Regions from separate parts of the Ovis aries genome. Here region 1 is linked to region 2. Evidence: chromatin contacts called from public Hi-C data. All regions are on one chromosome and are shown on one strand. Each heading gives the region's core, a stretch centred on a gene start, on an enhancer-like site or on the middle of the called end of the contact. The rest is flanking DNA. Distances are from core to core; before and after follow the strand shown.

Region 1 (5,186 bases), core at 607-3,106, 280 kb before region 2:
TCAATTTTGACATTATCTCATGTATTTGATTTGTTTCTTCATTCTGTCTTCCCTGCTCTTTGAGAACAGTGTACTCCAGGGAAAAGTGTATACTGGTGTATCCTTGCCATCTAAAACCACGTCTGGCAAACGATAGTAGATATGTGATACTTGTTGAATGATCTTGTTAATCAAGGAGCAAGGCTGGTTCTCAGCCCTGAAAGGGAACATCATCTTTAAAAATAATCATGGAAACAAATTCCAATGGAGATCTCTCTGAAATCAAATCTGACAAAAGCAGTCTCCTTTTCCCATAATTGTCTTTATAGATCAAATACCATAAAGTATCTACAGCAACTGCTACCCTGTAAAGTGCGTTTAAAGAAGGATAAACAGAGTGATATGTCTATGGCTACATACAAGGGAAAGGGCTTAGTCTCCACCAGACTGAAAGGTGGAAAAGGTATTAAGGGTGTATATCCCCTTTCTCTACCTCTTCATCTGGCTACTACTTGGCTTTCAGCAGTTAAAGGAGCCTCCCTCAAATCCCGCATTCAGTTGCATCTCCCCTGAGTTCTCAAATATCCAGGGCTTCGCTACCCCTCGAGTAATCCGGTTTATTCTTCTGGGGTTACATGGCTGTCGCCCTTGACACATTCTGGGCTCCAGGAAGGCAAGGGCCCGTTGGTCAGGGCCGTATCGTGCGCGCACACACACACACACACACACACACAAAAGCTGCGGGGTGTATTTGCGGATTAATGAATGAGGGCAGCAACCACACACATCAACCTGCCCCTGGAGTGCCCAGAATCCCAGCGTCTGTGAGTGACTCTGGCGCGCAACACAGCACAGAGGCCAGCGAACCAGTGGGGACGCCCCCGGCCCAGGTTTCCCACAACAGTTTCTCTCTGGAACGTGAGTCTTCCACCTTCCTCAGAGTAAAGGAGGAGGGCCTCAGCTTTTGAGAGAGACACCAGCAGAGAGAGAGAGAGAGGAGGGGGGGGGAGAGAGAGAGAGAGAGAGGCTGTGCGAATCCTCGCCGGTCTGAGTCTGTGAAGGGGCCAGAGCAGCCGCCGAGCAGCCTGGAGGCTCAGCGGGCGGGAGCTGCCCACACTGGTGCGAAGGGGCCGGCGAGAACCCCTCCCCGACAGGATACCCTTTCTCTGGACGAAGCGTTCTGGGGTAGTGCCCCTCTAAATTCTGGTGTTCCACAGAGCACACGCTCGGCGGGCTCCCCGCCCAGGCTCCGAGACCCCGGGTTGGGGTTCCGGCCAGCCGTTCCCCTCGGACGCTGCCCGCGGCAACCCTTACCTGCAGTCCGCGGAGGAGGAGGAGCCGCTGCCCGCACCCCGGCCCGCCCCGCCAGCTCAGCGCCCCTGCCGCAGGCCCCGGGGCCCAGCCAGCCGCCGGACCGCCCGAGTCGCCTGCACTGCGGACCAAGCCCGCCCGCCCGCTAGCTTCGCGGCCGCCGCGCAGCCCCACAGACCCCTGCCCGTCGGCCGCTCGGACCCCGAGGGCATCGCACGGAGCAGGCGCCGCCGGGCAGCCCCACCGGTGGGGTCCTCGCCGGGAGAAGTCCGTCGCCATGGAGACGGGGCGCGCGCAGGCCGCAGTTCAGCAGCGCCCGCCCAGCCGAGGACAGTTTGGGGGACCGGGACAGCCGCTCCCAGCACCCAAGAGCGCTGACGGCGAGCCCTTCACGGGCGCGTGATGCCTCGACTCGGCTACCGCCGTCAGCATCTCAGCCCCAGCGGAGAGGGCGCCGGCCGACGGCCAGCTGCGAAAGCACAAGTCGCCTAGCTGGGGCACGGGGAGGGGCCTCGGGCCGACCGGGTCCGTGGGAGACATCCGCTTCCGGGGCCGCGGCCATCGCAACCCTCGACTCTGCAGGCCCGCGGAACTGGACTCGTCAGAAGAAGCTGACCCCGGGCCCTAGAGTCCCTAAGTCCCGGCTGCCCTCGCTCTGCCGCCCGCCTTCAGAACCAGACATGTTGGAGCATCTGAGCTCACTGCCCACGCAAATGGTGAGGCCGCTGCGCGCCTGGGCCCTATGATCCCTGCACGCCGCTCGCAAGCCTGGCAGCTCCGCAACCTTTGTCCGAGACCTACTCCGTGCGGCTCGGGTACCGAGTTGTACCTACCTGGTGCCCTTTTCTCTTCCCCCCAAGGGTGCCCCTCCCTGGGCTCCGTGAGGATGCTTCGGTTCCCCCGGGAAACCCAGAATGTCATTCCTTGCTTAGGTTCTTGGAGCCCTATATGTTGGGGGAGCCCCATATGTTGGGAATGCCCTGGTGCCAAAGCTGTGAGGCCCTTGCAGTAATGTATCTCTTCGGTGGTGGAACCAACTCCTGCTTTGCTCTTCTTCACCTCTAGGATTACAAGGGCCAGAAGCTAGCTGAACAGATGTTTCAGGGAATTATTCTTTTTTCTGCAGTAAGTATTGGTTTTACATAATCTTTTCCACCCTCACCCCCAGCTTGACTGTGTTTAATATACTTTCTTTGTCTTTAGATAGTTGGATTTATCTACGGGTACCTGGCTGAACAGTTCGGGTGGACTGTCTATATAGTTATGGCTGGATTTGCTTTTTCGTGTTTGGTAAGATATTTATGGCTTGGATGTTAGTGGCAAGTTAGGTTTTCTGAATTGGGTTATTTTGTTTGGATGCAGTACTGAGAATCAGTGCACAACGTTTCAATGCCAGATAGCATCAGATGAGGTTAAGTTGCATAAAGCTTATTTCTTTTGGCAGTTGCTCCAAGCAGTAATCTTAAAGGTCAAAGCTAGAACTTAAGACCTTATTGTCTTCACATTGCTCCCTCCTCACCTTTCTTTTAGCTCTTAAAGCCATGTGTAAACAATGAGGCTTGTTCCTACTTCAAGTATCTTGTCTGGGTGATGGCGCAGAGTTTTCATAGGAATGTCGGTTTCCTTGTTTTTACCTGTAGCAAAGGAGTCATTTGGGAAACAGACATAATACATAATACTCTTTCAAGCTTCTAATGGCCATAATTGATTGATTTTCTGTTCTGACCCAGCTGACACTTCCTCCATGGCCCATTTATCGCCGGCACCCCCTCAAGTGGTTACCTGTTCAAGACTCAAGCACAGAAGACAAGAAACCAGGGGAGCGAAAAGTTAAGAGACATGCTAAAAATAATTGATTGGGGTTTTCATGATTCAGCTTTACTGTTGTACCTGCTTTTGTTTTGTGTGACATGAGCTAAACTGTTTTCATACATAAAACATAAGCTAAAAACCACCTATGCTCAGCTGTGTATAGATTTTGTTTTCTCCATATTTCATTTCTCTTTTGGGTTTTGCTTTATAAATATTTTAGACCTTCTCCTCACAATCTTCCTCTGAAATGGAGAACAGAAAACAGAAGTATGCAAAGTTTCTTTCAGGCCTACAAAATAATGAGTAAAAGCTTCATAAATGACAGTACAATTTAACTATCAGGTTTTATAATTCATTATGGGTAGTCAGGCTGTTTTAATGTTTTCAATTAAAACTCAGTGCAATTCAATGTCTATAGAGTCTTTTGTTCATTGTTCTGCAAACATGACTACGAGTAAAAGCCAAAGTTAGAAGTTCATGGTTCTGAAAGTGTCAGCAAGAACCACTTCTATCTTCTGAAGCTACAAGGTCCTAATGTATGATTTCTTCTTTTTTTTTTAAACAACAGCAAGCACCTGTGAAAAAACTTACTGATGTAAATTTTGTGGTAAGGTAATAGTTTGGTACCAGTAAAATAAGGCTGTTGCCAAGCAGAAAACATTTAATCCATGCTTTACCTAAGGTAGTTCAAAATGAAAACCCGAGAAGCTATAAATTACTTATAAATTTTCCAGAGGGCTGAAGAGAACAATGTTCTAACAGTCTTGTGTGAGGAATGGGAGTGCAAGGGTTATTACAAGTCATATTCTACTTCTCGATACCAGGATATAGGACTTCCAAACTGAGTTTTTTAAAAAGGGAGTGAAGATCTTAATACACCAGAAGTCAGGAAAGGGTTTTTAAAAGGGAGAAGAAAAGTAAAAGACAGCAGAAATAAGAACAAGCATATCTATAAAAAATGTGATGACAAAGTTAAGAGCTCCCAATAGGGTTGAAAATCAAGTTACCTCATGTTCTCAAAATGACACCCAAAAGTTGAAAACAGGAGCAAGGATGTATTAGGCAAATGCAAGCAGAAAGGAGTGGTAATAGTGAAAAAGTCAGAAATTTATATCAGAAAGCATTAAATGGGGCAAAGAGGGAAATTTCATAGCTGCAAGATGTCAGTGAATGAATCATGCATTGAGTAAGATGTGAAATACATAAAGCAAAGACTTACATATACAGGAATTTGGCAAAGAGACCAACACTCTACTTTTCAGATTTTGATCAAGGCAATATGAAGACTGTTGCACTTGTTCCACATGCCTGGAACACCGTCCCTTAGGTATACATGACTTGTCCTCTCATTCAGGTCCCTACCCAGTGCATGCATGCTAAGTCACTTCAGTCGTGTCTGACTCTGTGACCCTATGGACTGTAGGCTGCCAGGCTCCTCTCTCCATGGGATCCTCCAGGCAAGAATACTGGAGTGGGTTGCCATGCCCTCCTCTAGGGGATCTTCCCGACCCAGGGATCAAACCCATACCTCCTGCATTGGCAGATGGGTTCTTTAGGACTGGTGCCACCTGGGAAGCCCTACACAGATGTCAGTATAAAGAAGCATTTCCTACTATCCCATCAAAAGTTTGGGTATCATTCTGTATTTATTTTCATGGTATTTAATATATCTCAGTATATATTCGTTAATCATCCATCCCAGAACATAAGCTCCACGGGAACAGGAACCTTCTTAGGCTCACTGCTTTTTGCTTAGTACAAGAGTACATGACACATAGGCACTCCATCATATTTACTAAATGAATACAGAGCTGTGCTGTCCAATATGGTGCTACTAGTCGTGTGTGTCTTAAGTTTAATTAAAAATTGGGTTCCTCAGGACTTCCCTGGCCATCTAGTGCTTAAGACTCTGTTTCCAGTGCAGGGGGTGTGGGTTTGATCCCTAGTTGGGGAATTAAGATCCCATATGCAGCATGGCACATCCAAAAGAAATTTTTTTTTTAAATTGAGTTTCTCAACCAGCCACATGGCAAAGACTCAACAGGTTTTATATGACTAGTGGCTACCATATTAGTGTAGATGTA
Region 2 (5,365 bases), core at 988-3,487:
CTTCCTCATCTCAAGACAGTCGACAAACGAACAAGTACGTTTTCAGGCATTTTACTTGTGATGCAATCAAGTGTGACATCTTAAAAATGTGGTCCCTGAGAAGACGGCATTGCAGGGATTGATAAAATGTATCTTACTACCTTTCCAATCTTTTTGATGGTTTCTTGGTTCTCAGGACTAAGTAGGGCTCACGAAACCTCGCTCGGGGCAGTCCACCCGCATGGCTTTGAGAGACCCGCTAGGAATATCCCCCACTAAATAAAAAGCCTTCGCAAGGGTGTCCTACCCCACTGCCGGTGTATAACAAGATGAGCAGGTGACCTGTCCTTTACGGTTCAGTTTTAGACCCCAGTGAGCAGCTGACATTTTGTGAAAAACTTAACATACATCCTTTCCGCGGGAATGTATCTCCGTTCTCACAAGGCGTTTCTGCTCCCCACAAAGCAGGCCTGCCTTCTCAGGACACTCGGCTCGCCTCTCCAGTCTCCTTTTCAGGGTCCAAAACGAGACTTTAAGAACAGAAATCGAAACGGTCAAGGACCTCTGGAGCGGCAGGTCCGCCTGGGGTCGGGCAGCGGGTTCCCGGCGAGCCCACGGCCAGCTCGATCGGCGCTGGGGAGGCCCGGCGCACTCCGATACGCTGGCCCGAAGCAACCGGTTGCGGCGGCCGCTAGACGCTCAGCCATCGCGCCGCGGCCGCTTCGGCCCAGCGAAGTTCAGATCGCCGCGCGGGCGGCGCGCCCCCGGGTCCTGCTGCGGGTTCGCGCCCCGGGCCCGGAGCGAGCCCGGGGGGCGGGTCCGCGGGGGCTCGGCGGGCGGGAGCGCGGGACGCGCGGGGAGGGGCGCGCCAAGGGCCCAGCGCGCCGGGGAACTTGGGCGCCCGCAGTACCGCCGCCCGGCCACTTTCCTTTCACGCCCTGGGGTTGCCGCGCGCCGCGCGAGTCCGCCCGGGACTGCCGGCCGCCGCCGCCTCAGCGAGACACCCAGGCGCGCTCCTACCGCCCGGCCGGCCGGCGCGCGGGGCCGCGCGAGGCCGCGCGCGGGCGCCGCGCTTCCCCCCCCCCGCCCCGCCCCCGCCCCCAACGTGCCGCCGCCGCCCGTTGGCGCCTCAGCCCGCGCGCCCGCCGCCCTCCGGCTCCCGGTGGATTTTCGTTGGCAAAGTTGCGCGGCCGCCTCGAGGGGGCCGCCGCGCGGTCCACCGCCCCGGCGCTGCCGCCGCCCCTTCAGGCCGCCGCGCGGGAAGGCCCAGCCGGCGGCCCCGCTTTTTTACCTGCCGGGAGTTTTCGCGCGCGCCCTCGCTCAATCGCTCGCTTTTCCCTTCTCGCGCTCGTTTTCTTTCTTTCTTTCCTTCTTTTCTTCCCCCCGCGCGGAAGCTTTTTCCGCTAGCGCCGCCCGCGCTCGCCCGCTCGCGCCCTCCTTCCTGCTGGGCTCCGCGGAGCGGGGCGGCCGGCAGCTCTCCCCGCCCCCCTCCACCCGCGCTCCGGCGGAGGCGGCGGCGGCGGCGGCGCTCCGCGCTCCGACTCATTCCAATATGGCACGGGCGCAGGGCGCATGCGCCCGCGCCCCCCCCCCTCATTCCGCGCTCCTCCCGGCAGCCCGCGCCCCTCGCGCGGCGCGCGTGGCGCCCCCCTGCCGGGCCTCTCCGAGCTAGCTCGCTTGTCTTCCGGCTCAGCTGGGTCAGTACGGGAGACGAGGCGGCAGCGGACGAGGGTCCTCCGGGACCCCCGCCGGCAGCCGCCCCGGCCCCTCGTGCCCCCAGCCCACAACTTACAGCTGACACCTCGAGGCCGTGGCGCAGAGCTAACTGCTGCGCCCCCCAAATCCGACGGCGTTGCAGGCTGGAGCGGACTGGCCCCGACGGGAAGACGCGCCCAGGGACCCAGCGCCCACCGAGTCCCTGCTCCGACCCACGAGGGAAGGTCTCCTGCGCCTCACCTCGGGTTGAGGATGGAGTCCAGGGAACTTGGTGGCGTCCTGGTGTCGTTTTTGGCGTCCGAGGTGAAGCGCGATGCTGTTGTCCGCACGTGACAGCCTCCGGCAAGATGGCATTAGCGGAGGAACGGACAGAGCGACAACTGGATGCCAGATCGGCGCGTGTCGCCGCGGGAGAGGGCTGCGTCCGTCCGCCAGGCCCACGTCGAGGACCTTCCCGTGAGATCTGGAAAGCACCCAAGTGCCCCCTGTCTGCAAAGTCAGACCCTGGGCCCCCGGCGCACCGGGTGTCTCCCGGCTTCCGCAGGAGGCACCCTGTAAATCCTAGTTTTCCTGTCGCTCGGGGCCCCAGCGAGGGGGCACAAGACGGCTGTCGAATTCCGGCGGGAGAGCAGGGGGCTCCGGGCTGGGACAGAAGGTCGGAGGTGGCTACAAGCCGGCCCCGAAACCCGAGGTGCCGACAGGCGATTGTGTTCCCCGAGCTCGCCCCTTCCCCAGCGAGGGCAGGTGGCAGTGAGACACCCGGATCCCCACCTGCTTTGTAGAGTTCCCTGCAGAAGGGAGTCCCTGCACCACGGAAACCCTGGAGTGCCCGGATTCCCGGGCCCTGGGAGGAGGTCTCTGACAGGGCTCTGATGATTCCTGTCTTTCAGGAAGGAAGAGGCGCCCCCACAGCAAGAAGGAGGTCTGGGGTGCCAAATGCGGCTCAAGTCACTTCCCAATGATCTCAGCCACTGCGCTGGGAAATATTACCCTACTTCACAGACAGTGTTGCTCAAAGTCACGCCACTGGCTAGATTTGAATCTAGATTTTTTTTTTTTCAATGCCACTGAAGAGACAATATGACAACAGGAAGAAACGCAAAAGTAGCAAAGTAGTATCCATAATACTACAAAATGCAACTTTTCAAACATGAAACCTTCCGCCTATATGCAAGTCTTTACATAGTTGCAACCACACATCCTCTTTTGTGTTTGCTACCATCACTGACATTTTTTTTAACATTTTTGTTTTGTTCACATTCATTTTTCATGTGTGCAGTTACCGTCATCCATTCACTCTGTCTCCTAGTATTGCCTATTTTGGTCCCTGATTATTGTTTGCTAATGTATCTCTTAGTTCAGCACTTAGACAAACTCCTGGCAATTGAATAACCAGGTGGAAGGTTAAGGAACAGCAGGATTATCTTAGCCCACAGTGCCACAGAGCTTTCCAAACAGCAGCCCCACTCATTCTGCACCTGCCAAGAACAAGTATAAAGAGTTCAATACACATTTCTAAGTATTGGATGCCATCTTTGCTCCTCTATTTTAGCAGTGTCTACTGGTAGTTCAAGGTTACTTCAGTATTTCTTAGGTGACTTTAAAATGTTTTCCCATGCATTTACTACCTAAATTTCCCTTTCTGTAAATGATCTGTTCACACCCATTTGTCTTTTGGGGACTCGAACCTCTTCTAATTTTGAATAAGAATTTTTTATGTTGCAGATACTACTCTATCATCAGTGATTCAAATATTTCCCAGTCCATTGTTCTTTTTTGTTTTATTCAATCTGCCATTCTGGTCCTTTTTTATTTTATTTTTTCAATTGCTTCAGTGCTGACAAAGTGAGCTTTCTTCCATTCATCTGATAGTCTGCATTCTGCTAGTTTTCTAAAATTTTATTTTTAATTCTTTGGTGGTTATCCATGGCAAGTTTATTTTGCTGTGTGGGAGTAAAATACGGATTTTAAGTAACCACCATCATCACCAGTTCTTCACGCAATCACCATTTATTAAATAATTCTTACCTTATCCTTTGCCTAGTAAAATCTACGTTAATGCTACGCATTTGATTTTGGTTGGTCTATTTCTGAATTCTCCATTTCTTTTCACAGACTTTGGTTTAAGGAAATACCATGTGGAGTTAAATACTGGCTCTTTAAAATACGTTCTCACATCTGGCAGGGCTAGAATCCCCCCTCATAGGGTCTTCTTTCATTCAGACTTATCACTTGATATACAGAATAGTATAAATCCATACACATTCTAGGATCATCATACAGGAATTAAGAGTGCTCACTTTGGAGAGAGGATCATCCAGCTTCAACACTCACCAGAACTGTGACCTTGGCAAGTTGCTTATGATTCCCAGGCCTTAGGGTCTTGGTCTATAAAATGGGAATAAAAGTAACATAAGCTAAATGATGCCTAGCACATAGTGTGTGTGTGTGTGTGTGTGTAACATATAATATGTATGTATATATAACATTCATATATATACTCAGTAAATATCAGCTGTTACTGATATTTGCAAAAAATTGAGATTTTGCATAGGGTTACATTAAACCTATGAATTCATTTGAACAGATCAAATATGTCTTAATATTTCATTTTCCCAACCAGGACATGTGCTATCTTTCCATTTATCCAGATATTTTAAAACTGAGAAGTGAGTTTCCTCATTGACTCCAGCCTCTCTCTGCTGCTCACCTTCATGACCCCTGAAGAACAGGAAGAGCAGAGAGCCACAAGGAACAGCATTTAGGAGTCTGACTTGGGACTTCCCTGGTGGTCTGGTAGTTAAGAGTCCTCCTGCCAATGCAAGGGACACAAGTTCCATCCCTGGCCCGGGAAAAGCGCACATGCCACTGCAGCAGCTGAGCCCCCGCGCCACAAATGCTGAGCCTTCCGCCACTAGATAAAGTCCACAAGCAGCGACAAAGACCCAGGGCAGCCAAAAATGAATAAATGAAATTAAAAAAAAAAAAAAGCCTGGCTTGTGCAGGGCCCTGTGTAGGTGTGGGCATGTGTGCACATACAGGAAATTTTTACTCCTTGCAACATCCCCCAGCATAGGTCGTGGCATTCTCTTAAGGACAAAGAACAAACTGGGAGCGTCCAGATCACTCAGTGAGAGGCATAGCTAGAACACAAACTAGGTGGGCCAGCTCCTCAACCCCTCTGCTGCTTGGAAATTTGGATGGTAGTTTTTCACAGAGGCAGTGCCAGAGGAGCATGGAGGAAACTGACTTCTGATCATGGCACACCACTACTCAAAAGCCTCCCAGGGCTTTCTATTGCACTTTGAAAAAGTCAAAAGACATACTTTGGCCTCTGAAACTGGCTCTGGTCATCCTACAAACTCACCAGGGCTATTCACCTGTCTTGCTTGCTTCAGTTCACCTGTACCTTTCCATCCCTAAAGTATGCCAGGGCCCGTCCCACCTCAGGACCCTTGCACACTCTATTTCCACTGCCTGGGATACTCTCCATCGCACCTCATGCACAGCCCTTCACATGGTTGGTACCATCTCATTGTTCCAGTATCTTTTAAGAAGGCGGTCTCCTTAGAGAAGTCTTCCTTGCCCACTTCACCTAAAAAGGTTCTCTCTCCTCACAATTGGGGGTCAAGTTCAGATTGAGTCGCTGCTTATGAGATGTACTATTTTA

Evidence for each region. Hi-C and Micro-C count contacts between places; a contact is called where the count stands out from the background.
Region 1: a contact with region 2 is called in a Hi-C map of skin fibroblasts, with 2.4 times the contacts expected there. The contact joins the promoter of SPCS1 here to the promoter of SFMBT1 in region 2. A contact is called at or near these places in 10 of 16 Hi-C or Micro-C datasets (blood, liver, mesenteric adipose tissue and 5 more).

The regions. Positions count from the first base shown.
Region 1 is chr19:48,244,783-48,249,968 of ARS-UI_Ramb_v3.0, reverse strand. SPCS1 (signal peptidase complex subunit 1) reads left to right here and starts at 1,856. Exons shown (of 4, transcript XM_027958311.2): 1 at 1,856-2,006; 2 at 2,356-2,415; 3 at 2,494-2,580; 4 at 3,021-3,511. The coding sequence starts at 1,971. The coding sequence ends at 3,146. GLT8D1 (glycosyltransferase 8 domain containing 1) reads right to left here and starts at 1,784. Exons shown (of 10, transcript XM_060402502.1): 1 at 1,535-1,784.
Region 2 is chr19:47,968,029-47,973,393 of ARS-UI_Ramb_v3.0, reverse strand. SFMBT1 (Scm like with four mbt domains 1) reads right to left here and starts at 2,237. Exons shown (of 20, transcript XM_060402481.1): 1 at 1,936-2,237.